2 separate regions of the Mus musculus genome follow, and region 2 is linked to region 1. A link is a contact called in public Hi-C data. All regions are on one chromosome and are shown on one strand. Each heading gives the region's core, a stretch centred on a gene start, on an enhancer-like site or on the middle of the called end of the contact. The rest is flanking DNA. Distances are from core to core; before and after follow the strand shown. Region 1 has its middle 220 kb from the start of Adgrl2. Region 2 has its middle 140 kb from the start of Adgrl2.

Region 1 (5,138 bases), core at 1,910-4,409:
ATTGACTATCATATCAAATATCAGCTTATCTAATAACAAGGAATTTAATCTTTATAACCAACCCAGAGAACATCTAAATTTGGTATACCAGACGATTTTTCTCTGGTAGATTATTTTAAGAGGTGTTTAGCTAAACTAATCTTAAATAGCAAATTTTCACATTGTTCAAGTAACATATGACTTTAGCTTGCTGGTATTTTATCACGGCAAAGAGGTTCAAATTTATTCATATCAAAACATACTGAGTAAAATTTCTCAAATATCTACTACTGTTTATTTTGTTTATACAGTGTTTGCTTTTTCAGCCTTCTTAGACACATTAATCTTTTTGATATCTGATAAAACATCACACTGTTTGATATGCTCAATTTCACTTTGTTGAGGGTTAGCTTACATTCTGCCAAAATGTGAATTTAATAATTCTTCAATGATAGAAAAGTGTGTTATTTCATAAATAAATTAGACAAAGCCATGCTTCACCCACTCCCTTCCTCAATGACAGGTAGAAGCTACTTCAAAGATGAGATTCACACAATGCATACATGTGCCTCAAAAAGATCTTTCCAGTCATCAACACTGCTAGATTACCAAAGGAGTATAAAAGTCTTTTTTTTTTCCTACTATTGTGGATTCTGGACTACTGTGCAAATCAGAAGTAGTCCCCTAGTAACTTCTTGAAGTGATGCTATTACTGCCTAATGACCCTGGAGACAGTGGCCCAAAACTGAGAGGAGCTGTTTCTCTCAGAAAACCATTTCTAGGGCTGCAATGTTCTTGCAGTCGTTGTGTGTTTCGGTTTCGGGTCTTTGTGGAGTTATTCTGTGGTTTATTTTATTTTCCCAAGGAGGCTCTCTTTGTCCATCCTTACTACTGTTTCCTTTGAGACAAGTCAAATACACAGAAAGGCCCTTAGGTAAGAGTCTTGGTCTCTGGACTGGAAAGGGAGGTTAAAGAGACTTGATGAGGAAGTGGTACTGAAGTCTATTGAGTTACCTAAACAGTCAATGAAGGCGGAGAAGAGGAAAGGGAAGGAAAGCAGGGTCCATGGTGAAGGACAAAGTTCAAGGTCAGTACCACCCTACATTCTAACTGAAGCAGATACTTCAAAGACTATGATGATCAACCCTGCTAATACTCCTGATGGTTTAGGGCTATAAAACTAGCCGGAAACTTTATCGGTGCTGCAGTTATCAGGGACTTTGATAAGAGAGCTTCTGGGAGGGGGACAGGGAAAGCTTGGTTAGCCTGCCTCCGAAAGAGAAAGAAGACACAGCAAACAAAGGCAAGAAAATCCCAATGTAAAAAAGCAGAGGTTAAGTGATGTTGCACCCAGAGAGGGTTTTGATGTGGATGGGATAGTGTGTGTGTGTGTGTGTGTGTGTGTGTGTGTGTGTGTGTGTGTGTGTGTGTGTTAGATGTATGCACATGTGTGTAAGTGTGCTTGCGTCTGTGTACAGTGAGGTTCAAAGAGACTGTCAGTACCCTCTACCTCTCTCCCCCATACTCGCTGTAGACAGGCCCTTTTACTGAACCTAGAGTTAGGCTCCTATCCAGCAAGCCCCTCCTATCTCTGCCTCCCATGGCACTGAGGTAACAGGTACATGAGTACAGCTGACCTTTACACGGGTTCAGAGGATTTGAATGCAGGTCTCTATGGTCATGTAGCAAACACTCTTAGTTACTGAGCCGTATCTGCCGCTCAAATATTATCAGAATCTTTATTTTATTTCTAATGCATATGCATGTGTATCTGTGTGCATGTACGTGCGCCACATGCATACAATAGCCTTAAGAGGTCAGAAGAATCTCAGATCCCCTGGGCCTGGAATTATAGATGGTTGTGAGCTTCCTTGTGGTTGCTCACAACCAAGCCTAGGACCTCTGCAAGAGCAATAAGTGCTGCAAGCCACTGAGCCAGCTCTCCAGCGCCTTTAGTATGTTTCAAGGATAGAAACAAATAGTCTACTTGCTTATCAGTGTGACTAAAGTATAAAAGTGAAAGCTCTGTTTTTGCAGGAAGATGGGGAGAGAATCATGTGGCGACAAGTGTAGGAAGTTACCAGTGGCACTGGCTGGAGTCAGGGCTGGCAAGGTAGACAGCCTGATTCTATCAGTGAAACCAGTTCTCAGAAAGAATCCTTGCCCCTGCAGTCCAGGCATTTCCCCATGGGCAGAGTCTTCCAAAGCCCTCCTTGACTCTCATTGCATACTTTGTTACTTGGCTCCAGTATTTATCTCCCAATTAACACCATAGACCTGGCCTTTCTTTTCTAGTACTATAACCTTAATTCCCCAAATGGAAAACCGGGGACTACAGAGAGTAAACTCCACGTATAAACGTTGAACAAGCAAGCAATGGAAGTTCCAAAAACAGATCTTTTCTACACTCCAGATGTTTCAAAGTGTGCCATTACCATTATCAAGCTTATTTTTTCTTGAAAAACAAAAGAAAAACAAAAAACATGGTTGACTCCGTAGTCTGGCAATCGGGCCTGTAGTAGTTGGCTCTGAGAGTCTGTGATAATGACACCCCTGGGCAGGCTACAAGATGCAGACCGAGAACATTAACGATGATCAGGTACGGCCAAGACAAAGGCTGCCACTCATCCTGAGGCCCTGTGCTGTGTGTGCAAACGGCGGTGCAGAGAAAGGATCATTTGTTTAACAAACATCCAAGATTTAAAACCATTAAAGAGGAAGCGAATTATCCTTGGATGTTTGCCTAGCGCATGTGATCTGTCTTCTATAATTTTTGCTGCTTTCTACCAAATCACTTGAGAGTTCAGTTAATATTTCTGTACTGGTTTTCCACTGGGCTGTAAAGTGAAACTCAGAGAGATTAAGCGCTCTCCACAAGGGCAGTTATCTGCAGCTGCTGAGCGAAGAGGGCTCACAATCACGCTGCCTGCTTTTCTGAGCCTGGCTAAGCCGACTAGCCTTCCAAGGAAATGAAGAGTTGGAGGGGTAAAAGTGGTGCACTGGCCACTGTAGATAATACTGATTTTATTTCTCTGGGCTGACTTGTATTGATTTGTGCCAAGCATATTTATAAAAATAAAAATAGTTCGTTCATGAATATTGAGCCTAAACCCTGCTAGCATACTTATGCTCTGATTGAGTGGCATCAAAAAGCAACTGAACGCTGTCTAGTGGCTTGGACAGCACTGAGACAGAAGGAAGCCATGCCCACACTTTCAAATCTTTCCAGCTTACCTTTTGAAGGTCAACTGGTCAGCCCTGCCAAACAGAAACAAAGCAATGAAAGGAACTTGGGAACTCGCAAAATAGAGATATTCTCCTGGGGAGAAGGCCACTGCATTGACTAAAGCAGGGTGTCACCTTCTTGCTAAAGTTTCCTGAGTTTGAGGAGTGAGGAAGTTTTGTTTTAAAGCTGGTTGTTCTTTTAAGATTGTGTTCCCAATTGAGAAATTACATTCCATTCTTCTCCATCTCCAGCGAAGGGGAATTTCACACCCCGGTTCCAAACCACATAGTAAAATAATAACATTCTGCGTGGGGTGTAGAATGACTCTCATAATCTCCTCTGCACCGTGCAAAGACTTTTGCAAGAATGAATATAAAGCGATATTGTTTGATTACGTCCCTCCGATGAGGTCAGCGCTGGGCAGCCAAAGAGGAGACGAGAAGATCATTTTACCTGAGAGCCCCATAGATGTGTAAGCCATTCACCCTGGCTCCCTCCACTCTACCCTCTCCCTCCCTCCTTCCTTTTTTCTTTGCTCTCTGCAAATGTCTCTGCCCTGTTTACTGCCAATCTTGACCTTCGAAAATAACTGAGCTATGTTCTTGTCATTAACGATTACATCCCCCAGCAGATGTGGCAGGCACTGCAGCCTGCTTCGTTGTTCACAGACAATCCAAAGTCGGGTGGAAACTTGAAGACAAAACTAGACCTGTTAAGCAATATTGAAAAAAGAATGGAACTAAGAAATATATTCCAAATTAAAAGTCAATTCCACTTTATTTCCTGTAGGACACAGAATGATATATATTCCAAAGTACATTGGACACACGAGGGGTTATTTTTAAAATTCACTGTTAAGGGAAAAATAAGCTATAGAATAGCACAACCACATGCTTATACAGAGAAATAAAATGTTAAAGTCACATAAGACTTTTACTTTTATTGTTTGTTCTGTTTTCTACATTTTGTATATAATTAAAATACCTATTTACTTAATTATTTAATAGGTTTTATAGTGTTAAAATTCTTGTGGTTCTATTTTTTTTTCTTTCTTCCTTTTAGATCTTTCTTAAATCTTGGAAAAGACATTTGTGGATACACACACACACACACACACACACACACACGTACATATTTGGATTAGGCCAAGTTCTCCTCTCTGAGCCAGCTGATAAGGCAGGGATTTAGAAGGCAAAAGCATTATATAATCAGAATTTTATTAAACTGTCTGGGATTTTATAGATCATCTGTTGAAACCCTGCATTTTATAATGGAGAAACTGAGAAGGATAAAGTTAGGAAAATATTAGGAGCTGTTGTGTGGGTGGAACCGATGGGTGTGATGGGAGTTGAATGAAATTTTCTCATTTGTAATTACTGCAGAGAGCCTCAATAGGGCAAGAACACAGCTAGCTGAGAAGACAACCTTCTCCTCCCAACTCTTTCTCTTCCCTACTGTATTTTCTGAGGCTTCTCAGCTCCCAACACCAAATTGCCCTTTTTTTTTTTCCTGGGGAATCTACACAGCCAAGGATACCAAACTCAGAGACAGTGTTGGTGGCACTTGCTGAACTCTACATTCTAGACGGGGCACATGGGAACCTCGAAATCTCTGTGGGTGTCCTCCAGGACTCAGTCCACACCTACAACAGGACTATGCTCAGTGCATGTTTGTAAAATGATAAGCGGAAGAACTTCCTGTTCTTCATAACAAGGCCTAGATCACTACAGGCGCCAAGTAAGAAATATTAAATTGGATTAAGAATAAGTCTATATAGGTGCTCGTAATAATTTCAAACGGTACGTATTGCTTGAAGTATTTTTAAGGGGAAGGAAGCAGACACTAAAGAGATGAAGTCTTACCAGCTTCAATCAAGATGGAGGCAGAAAGTTATTTTAAATTCAGGTTGTACATTGCTCCGTCAGGAACTCAA
Region 2 (5,138 bases), core at 1,685-4,184, 79 kb after region 1:
TCTTTGAAAACCCTCAATGACGAAACATACTTTTAAAATGTAAATAGCGAGTCATAAGGAGCATAAGGAAACCGAGGTGCTGCCATTTTCTTCACACAGCTTTTGTGGGGTTTAGTGCTTGGTTGTACAGGGAAATAAAAATAAAATATTTAACATCTTAGTTGTGTGTGTGGGGGTGGGGTGGGGGGGTGGGGTGGGTGTTTTGACTCAACTGCAAAGTGGTTAAGTAGTGTTATCTTATTAGTCAGGGGAAGATCAAAAACTGGATGCTGTGACTCAAATCTTCATATTTTCCCTACATTACAGCTTCTTCCTGCAGATTTGTTTTGTTTGGTTTGGTTTTTTGAGACAGAGTTTCTCTGTGTAGCCCTGGCTGTCCTGGAACTCACTCTGTAGACCAGGCTGGCCTCGAACTCAGAAATCCGCCTGCCTCTGCCTCCCAAGTGCTGGGATTAAAGGCGTGTGCTACCACACCCGGATTCCTGGAGAATTTTTGATCAAGTTACTGCCAAAGCAATAAATCAGTAACCAGCATCACATTTGACTTGCAACCTGGTTAACGGATCTGCTTCCGGGAAGTGTTTTAGTGTTTGTTTTATTTGGTTTTGGTTTTGGTTTTTAGTTCTCTTTGGTTTTTTGTTTTTGTTTTTGTTTTTGTTTTTGTTTTTGTTTTGGTTTTTTGTTTTTGTTTTTTTTTTTAGCTGTGTAGGTTATCTTTACCAGGAGTTTGTACCTCAGAAACTGTCTCCAGTTCATTTTCTTTTTCAGCTCTGTGGACTCAAAAGCAACAGAGACACCCTGTCTCTGATTGAAGGCAGAGGCCAAACCAGGAGAGAGGGGATCTTCTCTGACCTCCAGGCAAATCAGAGTTGGTCAGATGTCATGTCAAGACTCAGTCAAAGAAGACATCTGAAGTGTATGATGTCATTTGCTAACCAGGAACCATTGATAACTAACTTTCTCTCTCTCTCTCTCTCTCTCTCTCTCTCTCTCTCTCTCTCTCTCTCTCTCTCTCTCTCTTTCTTCCTCTTTCTCTTCTTCTTTTCCCTGTATAAGTAGGAAATGAAAACTCTCAGAGGACTGGGGAAGAGAACTGAACCAAACAAGTGTGCAGTGTTTAGGACGCAGCCAGCCAGCTGTTCCCTCAGCTACTATGAAGAGGCACACGGTGGCAAATGTATTCCTGCTCCAACATGAAACAGTGATGCCACGAAACTTCTCAGGTTATCTTTCAAACATCAGCCAGCCTATGTCTGTGTGTAAAAGCCGACTATTCATTATGATTGATACTTTGTGAGAAAACCACCAATGAGTCTTTCTTCTGGTCAACACCCTCTCACAGCTATCATAATTGCTCCTGTTGGATCTCTGTGGTCCTGGTCAGCCTTATTTATTTATTTATTTATTTATTTATTTATTTATTTATTTATTTATTTATATTTTTGATCTCTTTGACAGTCTAGTCATTATTCCTCTCCCACAGCTCCTCATCCCATTCCTCCTCCCACCTCCAAGAGGATGTCCCCACCCCCACCCCACCAGGCCTCTCTATTCCCTGGGGTCTCAAGTCATTCTAGGGTTAAGTGCCTCTTCTCTCACTGAGGTCAGACCAGGCGGTCTTCTGCTGTCTGTGTCAGGCCTGGGACCAGCTAGTGTTTGATGCCTGGCTGGTGGTGGTAGCATTTTGTCTAGGCTCTGCCCCACAATTACCTGGCAGCAGCCAGGTGTGCCTGACTCACTATAAAAGGGGATGCTTGGCCCCTCTGCTCTCTTTGCCTTCTTGCTCTCTTGTTCTTTCCTCTTGTTCCTCTCCCCCCCATGTATTCTTCTCTCTCTCTCTCTGTCTCTGTCTGTCTGTCTGCCTCTCTCTCTCTCTCTCTCTCTCTCTCTCTGCCTTTCTGTGTCTCTACTTACTACCCTCTCAACTCCCATCCCCATCCCCTGAATAAACTCTATTCTTCACGTGGCCCCTCAGGGGGAAGGGACGCCTCCGCATGGGCACCCCAGGAAGCCCTCCCTTTCCTCACACCTGACTATGCCTCCACCAAAAACATATCCCCTCCCCTTATCTTTTTATAAAACCCTCGGGGGCCAGGTTAGTTGAGACTGCTGATCTTCTTCCTCAACTTCTTCCAGTCTTTCCCTCATTCAACCACAGAGGCCCCCCACTTCAGCCCATTGGTTGGGTGTAAGTTTCTGCTTCTGTCTCAGTCAGCTGCTTGTTGGGCCTCTCAGGGGTAGCCATGCTAGGCTCCTGTCTGTAAGCACACGATAGCATCAGTAATAGTGTCAGGCCTTGGAGCCTCCCCTTGAGATGGGTCCCAAGTTGGGCTGGTCACTGGACTGCCATTCCCTCAGTCTCTTCTCCATTTTTGTCCCTGCAGTTCTTTTAAGAGAGAGCAAAAAATTTTTTTCTTTCTTCCTTTTTTTCCCCCCTAATAAAGTCAAATGAGAAAGCCACATGACTGGGAATGCTAAAATGCTTCTTTCAAGAGCCCAATTCTGACTCATGATTCAAAACTGCTGGTGAAAAACTATGCACAGACTGTCCAGTCGCCATTGGTCTCTTAGGCTCACAGCATGGGCTTGCTTAAGGATAGCTATGCCTTTTGAATATCTCCACAAGGTTTTTGTCTTCCAGCTTCAATGGGCACAGAATAGAAAGATGGGCATGTGTGTGTGTGTGTGTGTGTGTGTGTGTGTGTGTGTGTGTGTGTGTGATATCTATAGCAGGGTCAAGAGTGTAGTAAACTCACAAGCACTGGCTTTTCTAGGTATTAGTTCTAATTTCAAACACTTGTCTGTAACACTAAGGCCTGTAAACATAATGACATCGTGCACCCCATTTAGAAAAACCTTCTAGAAACAATAGGCTTTTAAAATCAAACCTGCCTGTCAAGGCTTCTGAGAAGAGCAGGAATGCCTTTGGGAGGAGGGTGGCGTGGGTGGGAGAGGGATGCCAGAGAGCTGGGAGAGGTCTATTGAAAAAGACACGTATTAATCACCTGGGAATGTCAAAGTTATTGTTCGTGTTCTGTTTGTTTTTTGACGGGAAGATGCCTCTCTGGATGGACCAGCTCAGGTCAGTGGCCACATGGCCTTGAGATGAACTTTGGGTACCTGTCAGTTCCCACTAGTACTAAATACTTCCCTAGGGCACACAGGTAATGTCGCAGAGCACTTGTTGCTTGAAGATGCTCTAACCAACCACCAGACGGTCACATTTTCCGGGTTGGTGGTGATCTCAGCTAACCATGTGTATAGTCCTTTGGAGACGTCATCTGACCCAACAGAAATTCCCACCATGAACAGTAGTGAAGACCAGCACAATTTTTCCCAGATACAGTCCTAGCCATCCAAACTCTAAGGCTCATTCATGGTTTTTTTTTGCCCTGGGAAGTAGCCTCATTTATTTTCTTCCCACTCGCCAGTAACTTTTCCTACTGAAGCTTGAGATTTAATGCAGTCGTTTGACGGGAAGGGGGTGATCTGGAACTGTTCTCTTTGTGAAATGTGGTGGGGAGGACCATCCTTAGAGAAAACTTCAGGGTCAAGAAATAAGACAAGCTGGCTCCCTTCCAGGAAGCCAGCTGGGAGGTAAGCCTTTCAAGTTTTTATTTTATTTTTTTAAAGAAAAATTATAAGGAGTAAAAATGTTATAGTTCAAATATTTGGACCCATCCCACCCCATGGAAGCAGAGTAAAAGTTCAGTTGTAAGCCCCAGTTTCAAGCTTGAGTTCAGAGAAACGTACATCACCCCTCGCTCTACTCATCTGAATACATGAACCGTCTTGAACATCTTTCTTCTGCCCACAGGGGAAAAAAAGGCACATGAAATTTGCTCTTATGCAAACATGCAAGGAATTTGTCCTGTTTTTTTTTTTTTTTTCTTTTGTTTGTGTGTGTGTGTGTGTGTGTGTGGTGTGGTCGCAAGTGATGGTTTTCATTCCAATAATCACTGTTTTACTGGCTACCAGGCTACCTCTAGTGAACGTGACTGAAGCAGACCTGGCACCATATTTACACAACTTGTATCAGCTTCTGTGTAACCGTCTATAAAAGCATTCAAAGTGAACATGAACGTAGTACAACTGCTATCAAGCCCATCTAAGATAAACAGACGACAGCATTCTCCTTATTACCATTCAAAGAGGAGTTATTCCCAGAGAAAACGATGGTAGAGCAATATTATAAATTACAAACCCATCAAGACAAACAGCATCCCAGGGATGCAAGAACTGTGTAGCCAGGAGTACTTGAGCAGACTTAAAGCAAGTAGACAAATAAAAAAAGCCATTAGCATTTTTTTTCCTTAAAAAAGTTCGGGGCTGGGGCAATGGCTCAGTGACTGCTACACAGGCCCGAGGACATCAGTTGAGATCCCAGCCTGTGCTTGTAACCCCAGTACTGCAGCAAGAGACGGGAAGGTCCTGAAAACTAGATCTGGCTAGCCATTCTCTCTAAAGTGGTGAGCTCCAAGTCCAGGAAGCCCCTCTCTCAAAAACAGAGTGAAGTAATTAACAAAGGCACCTTCAAGTTAACTTCTGACAGACACATGTTCATCCATACAACACTTAAGAGTGCCTGTGCATGCACGTGTATATGTGTTCACAGACATGTTTGCACCCCTGCATTCATGTGTGCACACACACACAAGTTTAGCCGCTAGATTCCTAATTTTAAACATAAAAACCACCTTGTGCTAGGAGGAAACCTATAGGGGGTGAGAAGCAACATATACAGACTCCTTTCCGTTTGTTTTAAAAACATTTTGGCAGCAAAGATGAGAGAATTTCCCAATTGTATTCTTTGGGGTAAAGAGTAGTGAGAAATGATTTTTAAAGACAGACCACTAAGCGCTTAGACATCAAGCAGTTCTCGTTCTTTCTGGGTTCTGAGAACGGCCTTGAGAGAGAGACAAATGGGTCTAATTGAGTAGCCCACACCACCTTTCCTTTTCTTAGTATTTTCTTGCCCAAATTCGTGATGAAAGCAGACTGATGCTGTCTAGTTTATATGCAAAAGTTAGTGTGGAGTTTAAGACTCTAGATAGAAAACGCAACAAGGCTGAAATGCCAATGCCCGCTTTTGCAACACCCTCTTCCAGCAGTTTCATAAACTCAGGGCATTTCAGCCA

The links. Hi-C and Micro-C count contacts between places; a contact is called where the count stands out from the background.
Region 2: a contact with region 1 is called in a Hi-C map of embryonic fibroblasts, with 4 times the contacts expected there. The contact joins two enhancer-like sites. A contact is called at or near these places in 1 of 15 datasets of contacts at CTCF or cohesin (pro-B cells), 2 of 484 Hi-C or Micro-C datasets (Sertoli cells and embryonic fibroblasts) and 2 of 9 other capture datasets (adipose tissue and pancreatic islet).

Annotation. Positions count from the first base shown.
Region 1 is chr3:148,730,847-148,735,984 of GRCm38.p6, forward strand. No RefSeq gene overlaps it. Among named protein-coding and RNA genes, the nearest start is that of Adgrl2, 220 kb to the right of the region's middle. Within about 2 kb of position 3,160, at least 39 of the 459 cell types and tissues checked have an H3K27ac peak or open chromatin away from gene starts, as enhancers often do. A contact at or near this core is called in embryonic fibroblasts, where this site is marked.
Region 2 is chr3:148,809,722-148,814,859 of GRCm38.p6, forward strand. No RefSeq gene overlaps it. Among named protein-coding and RNA genes, the nearest start is that of Adgrl2, 140 kb to the right of the region's middle. Within about 2 kb of position 2,935, at least 13 of the 459 cell types and tissues checked have an H3K27ac peak or open chromatin away from gene starts, as enhancers often do. A contact at or near this core is called in embryonic fibroblasts, where this site is marked.